Linked DNA regions of Cricetulus griseus: regions 2 and 3 are each linked to region 1. The links are chromatin contacts, called in public Hi-C and Micro-C maps. All regions are on one chromosome and are shown on one strand. The core of a region is the stretch at or near the end of the contact, and the rest is flanking DNA. Distances in the headings are between cores, read along the strand shown. Region 1 holds the start of Sik2 (serine/threonine-protein kinase SIK2). Region 2 holds the start of LOC103160929. Region 3 holds the start of Ppp2r1b (serine/threonine-protein phosphatase 2A 65 kDa regulatory subunit A beta isoform).

Region 1 (2,814 bases), core at 132-2,631:
AAGTTCTAGGTTATCCAGAATAATCCGGAGACTGTCTTAAAAACAAACAAGAAAACAATGTAGGGCCCAAGAGGTGACTCGTTGGGTAAAGGCAACTGCAGCATGCCTGACCGCTTGAGTTCCATTTTTCTAGGACCCACATAGTGGAAATAGAGAACCAGCTCCCACAGTTTATCCGATGACTTCTATAAAAAAATAAATAAAATGTGAAAGTAATATTACTGTTATTTCTATTACTATAATATTACTATTATTTCCAAATTGTTCATTTCTGATGCGCAGTTTGTTCAGATTTGGCAATGATGAGTCCCTTCAAGCTGTATTCTCTTTTGACACATTCTTTCTGTTGTATACAAAAAAAAATCTCCTTGCTTACTCATATAAGTTCTTTCAAGGGTGTCTCATACTTTCCCTGGCTGCCTTGGACTGAGTCATTACTCCCAGCAAATTGGGTTCCTTTTCATGGAGAATGTATAACCGGGAACCAAGGTCTGGACGCATATATTTAAGATACTAAAATGTCGCTGCTTACTTAGGTCACCGTATGGAATACTGGTGTGATAATTTATGATTAGAATTCTAGCATTACCTGTGTAGCAACTCCCTCCATTCTAGCAACCTGCTGCATCATCTGGAAATAAATTGAATAGTTTCTAAGCGTTTACAAATTCCCTAACAGTTTGAGGAAGTATGGCATAAGATATAGTCACCTCTCCTCTCAAATATGTAAAACTGTGCCTACGTTTCAGGGGTTCCCGGCTTCGAATTCCGGATTTAAGTCATCTCTAGGGTCTCTTCAGAGCTGACTTTTTCTTTCTTTCTTTTTTTTTTTTTCTCTTTTTTTTGTAAGTGGCCGATTGCTGTGAGTAGAAATCCTCACAGACGTCAAAAAGTGGAGAGACTTAGATAGTAACGAGCAGGAGGGCTAAAAAGAACACAAAGAAAAGAGGCTGTGAGCAACGTGTTGCTCAGCCACGGTGTTCCTCGGGCTCCAAATTTAGCGCAGCAGTCTTCCTGCGGGCGAGCTTTTGGCGGGAAGGGCCGCAGGCGGGCGGAGAACGCTAGGCGACCCTACAGGCCACGCGCAGGCGGCACGCTGCACCCTCCGCTCGGCCCACCAGGGCTCGCTCTTGCCCTTCTGCTGGAAGGCAGCAGGAAGGGGGCGGAGCAGACGGCGACCCCGCCCCCGGCCCCGGCGAGGCCGGAGTAGGCTGAGGAGAGGGCGCCGCGGCCGGAAGCACAGTGCCCGCCGGAGCCGCGCGCCGCCCCTCCCTCCCGCCACCGACGTCGGAGCTGCCGCGGTAGCTATGGTGACCGGTGGAGGCCCGCCCCCGTCCCCTGCCCCGGCCCCCTGACGTCGGCTCACGTCAGCGCCGGCGCGCGCCTGGCTGGGCCCTGTGGGGCGGGAGGGAAGCAGCGCCGGAGCGAGCACTGCGGCCGTCGCCCAGAACCCAGCCGCGCCGCCCGCCGCCCTCCTGCCTGCTCAGCGCCGCTTCGCGCCGGCCCGCTCGTTCGCGCTCCAGTCGCCGTGTCCTGCAGCGGGGGCCCAGCATGGTCATGGCGGATGGCCCGAGGCACTTGCAGCGCGGGCCGGTCCGGGTGGGGTTCTACGACATCGAGGGCACGCTGGGCAAGGGCAACTTCGCCGTGGTGAAGCTGGGGCGGCACCGGATCACCAAGACGGAGGTGCGGCACCACCGGGGTTCGGCGGGAGCGTGGCATGGTTGCGCCCCGGGCGGGGAACGGCGGGCCTGGCTCTGTGGGGACCGCGGGGTGCAGATCGGGGGGGTGGGTTGTCCCTGGGAAGCCACACAGGCTTCCGTCCCGAGCCTCCCACCCGGGGACCTGGTCTGTGGCCTCTGCTCCCAAGCCCAAGTTCCGCGTCTTCCCGGCTTTCGGCTGGGGGTGGGGTGGGAGGGGAAGTCTCGATGCTCCAGGTCCGCGCGGGGACCAACGTCGCCGGCGGGAGAAGGGGACCGGCAGCTCCTGGACTTGGCGGACACGTAGCGCGACCCTAATCAGGAGTCCCTCGCTGCTAGGCGAAGAGGGGGCGCCGCGGACCCGACCGGTGCGGACGGACCGCTGTCTATTTTCTTTGCTTTGGGCCCGCAGGGTCTCTGATTTGGTGCCTGACTGGCTTGATCTCTTGCCGGAGGTATATCTAATACTCCAGACAATAGAACTGGTTGAAAATGGTCATCTCAGCTCTGCACCGTCGTCTGAGGTTGTCCCTTTACCAGGTGTGCATACTGACTCCAAGCACGCATTCCTTAAGCCACATCAGATGGACTACTCAGAAAGCCCTCAACTGCTTCCTTACAGTGACTCCAGCATCCCCCTCCATGGTGCATTCTAATGCACCGCACATATTTTCTCCCCGAGTCTCTGTTCTTACCTAGCCCACCCCCTTCCTTCCATTGCCTCAAGCTGCTCTCCTCGGGGTCTCTATTTTAAGACGTGCAAATTAAATACCTTGGAAAAAAACGATCGAAACAAAACCGTTTTTTTAGACTACAACCTAGTGGTTTTGACGTACTCTATTCTGCCTTATGATTTCCACTGTAGTTTCACCGGTTTTCAGTTTGTCTCCCCAAATTTCATCTCGTCCGGGTTTTTTCCCTAGTACATTTCTTAAGAACGTTCTAGCCTTTGAATGTAGAACTTAAACGCCCCCCCCCCACGGAAGACTTACGTAAGGTTAAGGGCATTTAAAAGCCTGAGTGTTTTCTTAGCAGTAGTACTTAGAAGTTTTGCTTCGTGTCCATTTTTATAAAGGAGGATATGTCTGACATGTGTTCATTTTTTCTTGTTTTG
Region 2 (2,814 bases), core at 157-2,656, 130 kb before region 1:
AAGAGGTTGGACTTTGAATTCCCACCCAGCCTCTGTGGCCAAGCACAGCTGTGCCCCCTCACAGTCCCCAGGCTCCCTCCCTGAGAACCCTCCCACCCAGTCCACCTCCTTGGCCCCTGCCCACCTCCTTGGCCCCTGCCCTGGGCCCTCTGGAGTTCCAAAGGAAGCTGGGTGTATAGTTCCCAAAGTCGCTGTCCTGGGTGACTGAATCCCTACTGGTAAACAAGTCAAAGTGTCTTTGACCCAGGCTGCTGAGGCAGTGGCCCTGGCTGCAGAGGAAGAGTCTAAGCGGAGGCAAAGCCTGGCAGGCCAGTATGCAGCAAGCCTTAGTCACCAGCTGGAGCTCCTTCACCAAGACCTCTGTGCCAGGCAGGGCCAGTGGGCCTCTTTCTGCTCCGCGTTGATGGAAGCTCAGTGGCTGCTAAAGACACCTTCAAGCTCTAACCCAGGGAAGTCCCCCCAGCCTGGGCAAAGCCCCAAGGGGTATGTACCTGGTTAACCTGAGTCAGGCTTTTAGGGAAGGAATGAGTATGACTTCACAGGGTCCCAGAAGTAACCATACTAACGTGTCCTTTTCCCATGCCTCATTATCTCTGCCCTTTGACCACCCTGTCATGTCCTGTGTCTCTGCAGGGTGCCTTCTCAGCTGGACATACTGCTGGGCCACTTGTCCCAGGCCATGCTGCAAGAAGGCCACCGCTTGAAGGCCTGGGGCTTCCTGGGCACTGGCACAGGGGCGGAGCTGCTACAGCCAGGTAAGCCCCACTTGGACTCATCTGGGGTCTTCGGGGAGCTGGTCTCTGCCTTGAAATTAGTCCCTGCATTCCGGGTGACAGGCACCACAGAAACTCAAGTTCTGCCCCTAAGGCACCTGCAGCAGGGAGCGTTGAGGGGATTGCAAAGCAGTTGAGTGCCCCGGGGGTTGGGAGGGGGTTCCTGTTCAATGACCCCACACAAAATAGAATAGGGAAGTTCAGAAATAGGGAGGCCAGAGAAGGAAATCATACAAATGACAGCTTTGCAGACCACGTGATAGTTCTTTAAAGTAAAAGCCAGGTATAAATGTGAACCATCAATTTTGGAAAGTGTTGGATTTGCCTGGAAAAGATATCCCTTGGTGATTTAAAAGTATGCTGAGTTCTGGAAATTCCCACCCCCAACTCGATACCCACATACCTTTCCCCAAAGGACCCCCAACCAGCCTGTAGTCTGACGAGATCTCAGTGGTGCATTCCAAGGGAAAAGCAAAAAAAACAAGGCCTCTGTCCTGGGGAGCACCATCCTTGTGGGACTGGGGTGAAGTTCTTGCTAACTTCTTCCTGTCACCATGAAGACTTGTAGCCTTCCCTAATCACCTCAGGGGAGGCCCAGCAGGCAGCCTTTGCTTTCCTGCAGCCTCAGCGTGTCCTGATGACATCATCGTGAATCCTGTCACCAAGTTAATGGTTCCTGGGCCCAACTGTATGATGCTCCCAGTCAGTGGCCACATGGGGCCCATACCCCCTGGCTACTTTATCCACCCTGACACTGGGCGTGTGCTGCCTCAGACTGGACACCTGGGATATGATCTGCTGAAGGCAGCCCTGATACCCATTACTGACTATAATGCAGGTAAGACCCTGGCCCACTAACTAGCCCCAACCTTACTTTGGGTTTCAGAGACAGGGCAGAGCTCCCTGGGGACCTCAAGAATGAATACCCAGGGACCACAGCCCAGGCAGCAGGGCTCTATTCTTGGACAGGGGTCTTGATGACTAGCAAACTAGTAAACACCTCTTTCTCCTCCTCCTCCTCCTCCTCCTCCTCCTCCTCCTCCTCCTCCTCCTCTTACTATTTCCACTGGATTCAGGTGGCACAAGCCTTTTATCCAACACTTGGGGGGCAGAGGCAGGCAGATCTCTTGTGAGTTTGAGGCCAGCCTGCTCTACAAAGCGAGTTCAAGGCCAGCCAGGGCTATACAGAGCCTGTATACCCTGTCCAAAAAAGGGGGGCAGAAAACTGTTCAACAAATGAGAACAGGTGTTCACAGCTACTTTTTTTCCCCTGATCTGTAGAATGGGTGGGGGAGGGGAAGAGGCAGGCGGGGAGGCTGGCAAGTAGATGGGTACCCATACCTCCCTGTCTCCCTATCCAGATGTTGTCCGAACATCAGAGGTTGCTGTTCTCCCCTACTTGCCCTACCCAACAAGTCCTGTGACAGGTTGCCCTCCAGCCACTCGCCTGCCTACCCTACAGCCAAGAAGAACATCACAGCTGGGGGCTCTCATGTCTGACCCCATCACAGGCATCGAAGTGCCTGTGCTTGCTGTGACTCTGCACCCCCAAACAAGGCAGTGGCTCACTCTTGGAGGGACATACTGCAATCCTCTCACCAAGACATTGGCCCCTTTGGAGTTGGGGGGCCCCATGAAGGACCCAGTCACAGGAGGCATCGTGCCAATTCTAGGCGTTGGGCTGGATGAACACACAGGTCTGGCAACCTTTGGTCTCTTCCACCCTGTTGTCCCTGTCTGGCCTGGATGCCCAATTTCTCCCAGCCTCCAACTTCCTCTTGCTCTGGCCAGGCTGGAAACTATGCCCCATCCTCTCTTTCCGCTCTGCCTCTGCCTCTCTGTTAAGCATCCCCAAGATGATTTTACAGTAGAAGTAAACCCAAGAGGGCAGCTCTTCCTGCCAGTACCACATACTCCCCTTGTTCTTGTCCTTGGTACTGCATGGCCCTGCTACAGCTCACTTTTGTCGTCTTTCTTCTCCCATATGCCTTGCCTTGCATATTTATACTACCAAGGATCTCTTTCCTACCTAACCTTTTAG
Region 3 (2,814 bases), core at 96-2,595, 130 kb after region 1:
TCTGAAAATAACAGCAGTTGGTTAGCCCATAGAGACAAGTGCCACTAAGCTAGTACTTACACAGCTGCTGCAACTACAATTCTAAATAGTATTGTCTTCCTTGTCTAAATCAGAAGTCTTCATGAATGTTTCACAGAATTACTAAGAAATTAATATCCCATGTCAACTACCTTCCCATTAGTTACATGCCTTATGTTTGAGTATGTCTGGCTTAACATTTTTTTCTATACACATTGCAGAAGGCACCTGCTCCTTCTAGTACTTATTGCTACACTACGTAACAAACTAAAAACAGTTTGAAAGCCAATGGAAAATGGCTTTCTTTAAAGGACACATACCTGTAAGGAAAGGCAGCAGTTCAGTTCGAGTCCTTTCCACTCCGAGTGCTAAAGCAATAGTAGATAACTTCTTGATACTGTTGAGACGGAGCTTCAAAAATAAAGTGGGAAGAAGAACAAAGCAAAGAGATGGTTGCAATTCAGGTCAAAAGAAGCAAATAGGTGAAACACTGGTATACAGTATATAACGAGGATGAGTCTTTCACTTAGATCTTATTCCTAAAATAACTCAAGGACCGTTTAAACACGTCATTAGCCAGAGGCTATCCTAGGGAGAACACTGAAGGGCCGGGAAAGAAATGAATGAATGAAAACACGCGGGCAGTGAGAGATTCTGAAAAGAGAGAACTCTGGACCGAAGGAAGCAGGTGAAACGGTTAAACACAACTCCTCCCTTTTCAGAGAAAAGTTCCATCACAACTGATGCACCACTCATCTGTGTTAATCAGCTGTGGCGCTCTTCCCACCCAACTAGCCAGGCCAGTTTGCCAGCAGAGACAGGCACTCCGCAGCGCTTCAAAGGCAGCCTGGTGCCCGGGCCGCTCCTCCGCTCCCGGGCGGCCCCGCAACCCACCAGCAACCCACCGGTGCTCGTCCACCGGAGGCGGGAACTGGCTTGGCTCCCCGCCCACTGCCGGAGCAGCCGGGTGCCACCACCCCAGAGGCTCGAGGTCGAGCTGCTGGGAGTCCAGGCGGACCACCACGGAGCCTCCGCCACCCCGTCCCCTACGAGCGCTGAATACAGCTCTGCCGTCCCCGGGGCCGCCCCCACGGCTGAGCCGGCCTTCCCGCTTCTCCACCATGTGCGCCTCCGCCCTCTCCTCGACTCCCCAGCCCCAGCCTAGTACCTGCACGTCCTCATTGCGGAGCTCGTCGATTAAAACCGCGATCGGGTAGAGCGAATCATCTCCATCTCCGCCGGCTGCACCCGGACCGGCCCCGGGCCCCGCTGCGCCCGCCATGTTCTTTCTCCTCTGGCTTGTCGCCGCCGTACGCCCCGCGCCCCGGCCACGCCCCGCGCCCCGGCCACGCCCCACGCCCCGGCCACGCCCCACGCCCGGGAAGGCGGGGCTAAATCCAATCGGCCGGCTCTGGGGAAGCAAAGGAGTCGAGTTTTTAGCCTGGGCGCAGAGGCTCCGTCCTGACCCCCATTGCTGAAACTGGAGGTCTGAACTCCAGAAGAAGGGCGGGCTGAGAATACCAATGGAACCCCTGCATCCTTTCCTCAGCCGAAAGAAACATGGGCAGGGATTCATCCTCTGCTCGCTGTGCTCTGAAGGAGAGGGGTCTGCCTGAGTGATGGGTGCCGAACCTCAGTAGAACTCCAGGCCAGAGACTGTACCCTAGGCCAGGAGGAAGAAACTTTAGCACCTCCCCCAGTTTCATGGTGGCCTGGAGCCACTGGGTCTGAGCCCTGATTTCCCCCTGGGCGAGAAGCCTCCACACAACCCCTCCAGCTCTTCCTCTGGCCTGTTTGCCAAAATCGTGGCTGGCTCCTCCTACTTAAGACAAATAATGAGTGCGGTGAGGGAAAATGAACAGTGCTGTCCAAACTCCCCAGTCAATATTTTTTCCACGCAAGTTGTTTAAAACATGCTCTCTTGTTTTTGTGTTTCTTTTCAGTGTGGTACTGGAATGGCGCCTTCTGTTGTATTGTCTTCCTTTTTTCACTGCTCTACAGCAAGAAGCCCAACCACCAAGCTTAACTATGCACAGTTTTAATCTCCCCGGGTTCGGTGGGGTGGAAGGACCGGCCTCCCTAGACCTCCAGAAGTCCTCCTAGAGGACCTCAAGAGGAGGTGGTCCTGGGCGTTGTTTCTTACAGAACTTAAAGGATTAAGTTTTCACTTGCCCTCTGTAATTGCACCAAGTAACTTGAATGCCCTGTCTTTTCATGTTTTAGACTAAGATGAAGCAGCTTAGATTGGTAGTTCTGTACGACCATCACAAGTTCTCAAATGACACTATTCTGTGCCTTAATGAAATTGTTAAGTTACTAATAAATGCAATTTAGGAGGTAAGGGTTTGTTTTTTGTTTTTGTTTTTAAAATATGGGACTCTTAGCAGGAAACAGTCTTTAGTAGTCAAAGCTCGAAAACCAACAGACTTCAGCAGTTTTGGTTTTTGTTTTCTTTTCTCAAAGTGGGTCTGTGAATGTATGCTTGAAGGCTTTCATTTTATTTTTATTTTGATAACTTTTGGATTCCCATAAGGCACCGGCTGGACTACTGGGTTGACTTTTTTTAAATTATAAAAACGTGTGTGTGTGTGTGTGTGTGTGTGTGTGTGTGTGTGTGTTGTGTACACACATAAGCCACTGAACACATATGGTCAGAGGACAACTTGCATAGTGGGTTATCTCTTTTTACCACCTGGGTTCCAGTAGCTGAACTCAGGTTTGTCAGGCTTGGTGGCACACACACCTTTATCCACTGAGCCATCTAGTTTGTTCCAAGGACTGCTTTATATAGCCTTG

Evidence for each region. A called contact is a pair of places that touch in the nucleus more often than the background predicts.
Region 2: a contact with region 1 is called in a Hi-C map of the CHO-K1 cell line, with 8 times the contacts expected there. The contact joins the promoter of LOC103160929 here to the promoter of Sik2 in region 1. A contact is called at or near these places in 3 of 8 Hi-C or Micro-C datasets (the CHL-YN cell line and the CHO-K1 cell line).
Region 3: a contact with region 1 is called in a Micro-C map of the CHO-K1 cell line, with 3 times the contacts expected there. The contact joins the promoter of Ppp2r1b here to the promoter of Sik2 in region 1. A contact is called at or near these places in 4 of 8 Hi-C or Micro-C datasets (the CHO-K1 cell line, fibroblasts and liver).

The regions. Positions count from the first base shown.
Region 1 is chr4:162,761,671-162,764,484 of CriGri-PICRH-1.0, reverse strand. Sik2 (serine/threonine-protein kinase SIK2) reads left to right here and starts at 1,381. Exons shown (of 16, transcript XM_027412165.2): 1 at 1,381-1,686. The coding sequence starts at 1,552.
Region 2 is chr4:162,894,849-162,897,662 of CriGri-PICRH-1.0, reverse strand. LOC103160929 reads left to right here and starts at 1,406. Exons shown (of 17, transcript XM_027412173.2): 1 at 1,406-1,611; 2 at 2,135-2,470. The coding sequence starts at 1,443.
Region 3 is chr4:162,627,157-162,629,970 of CriGri-PICRH-1.0, reverse strand. Ppp2r1b (serine/threonine-protein phosphatase 2A 65 kDa regulatory subunit A beta isoform) reads right to left here and starts at 1,345. Exons shown (of 15, transcript XM_035443692.1): 1 at 1,187-1,345; 2 at 339-429; 3 at 1. The coding sequence starts at 1,300.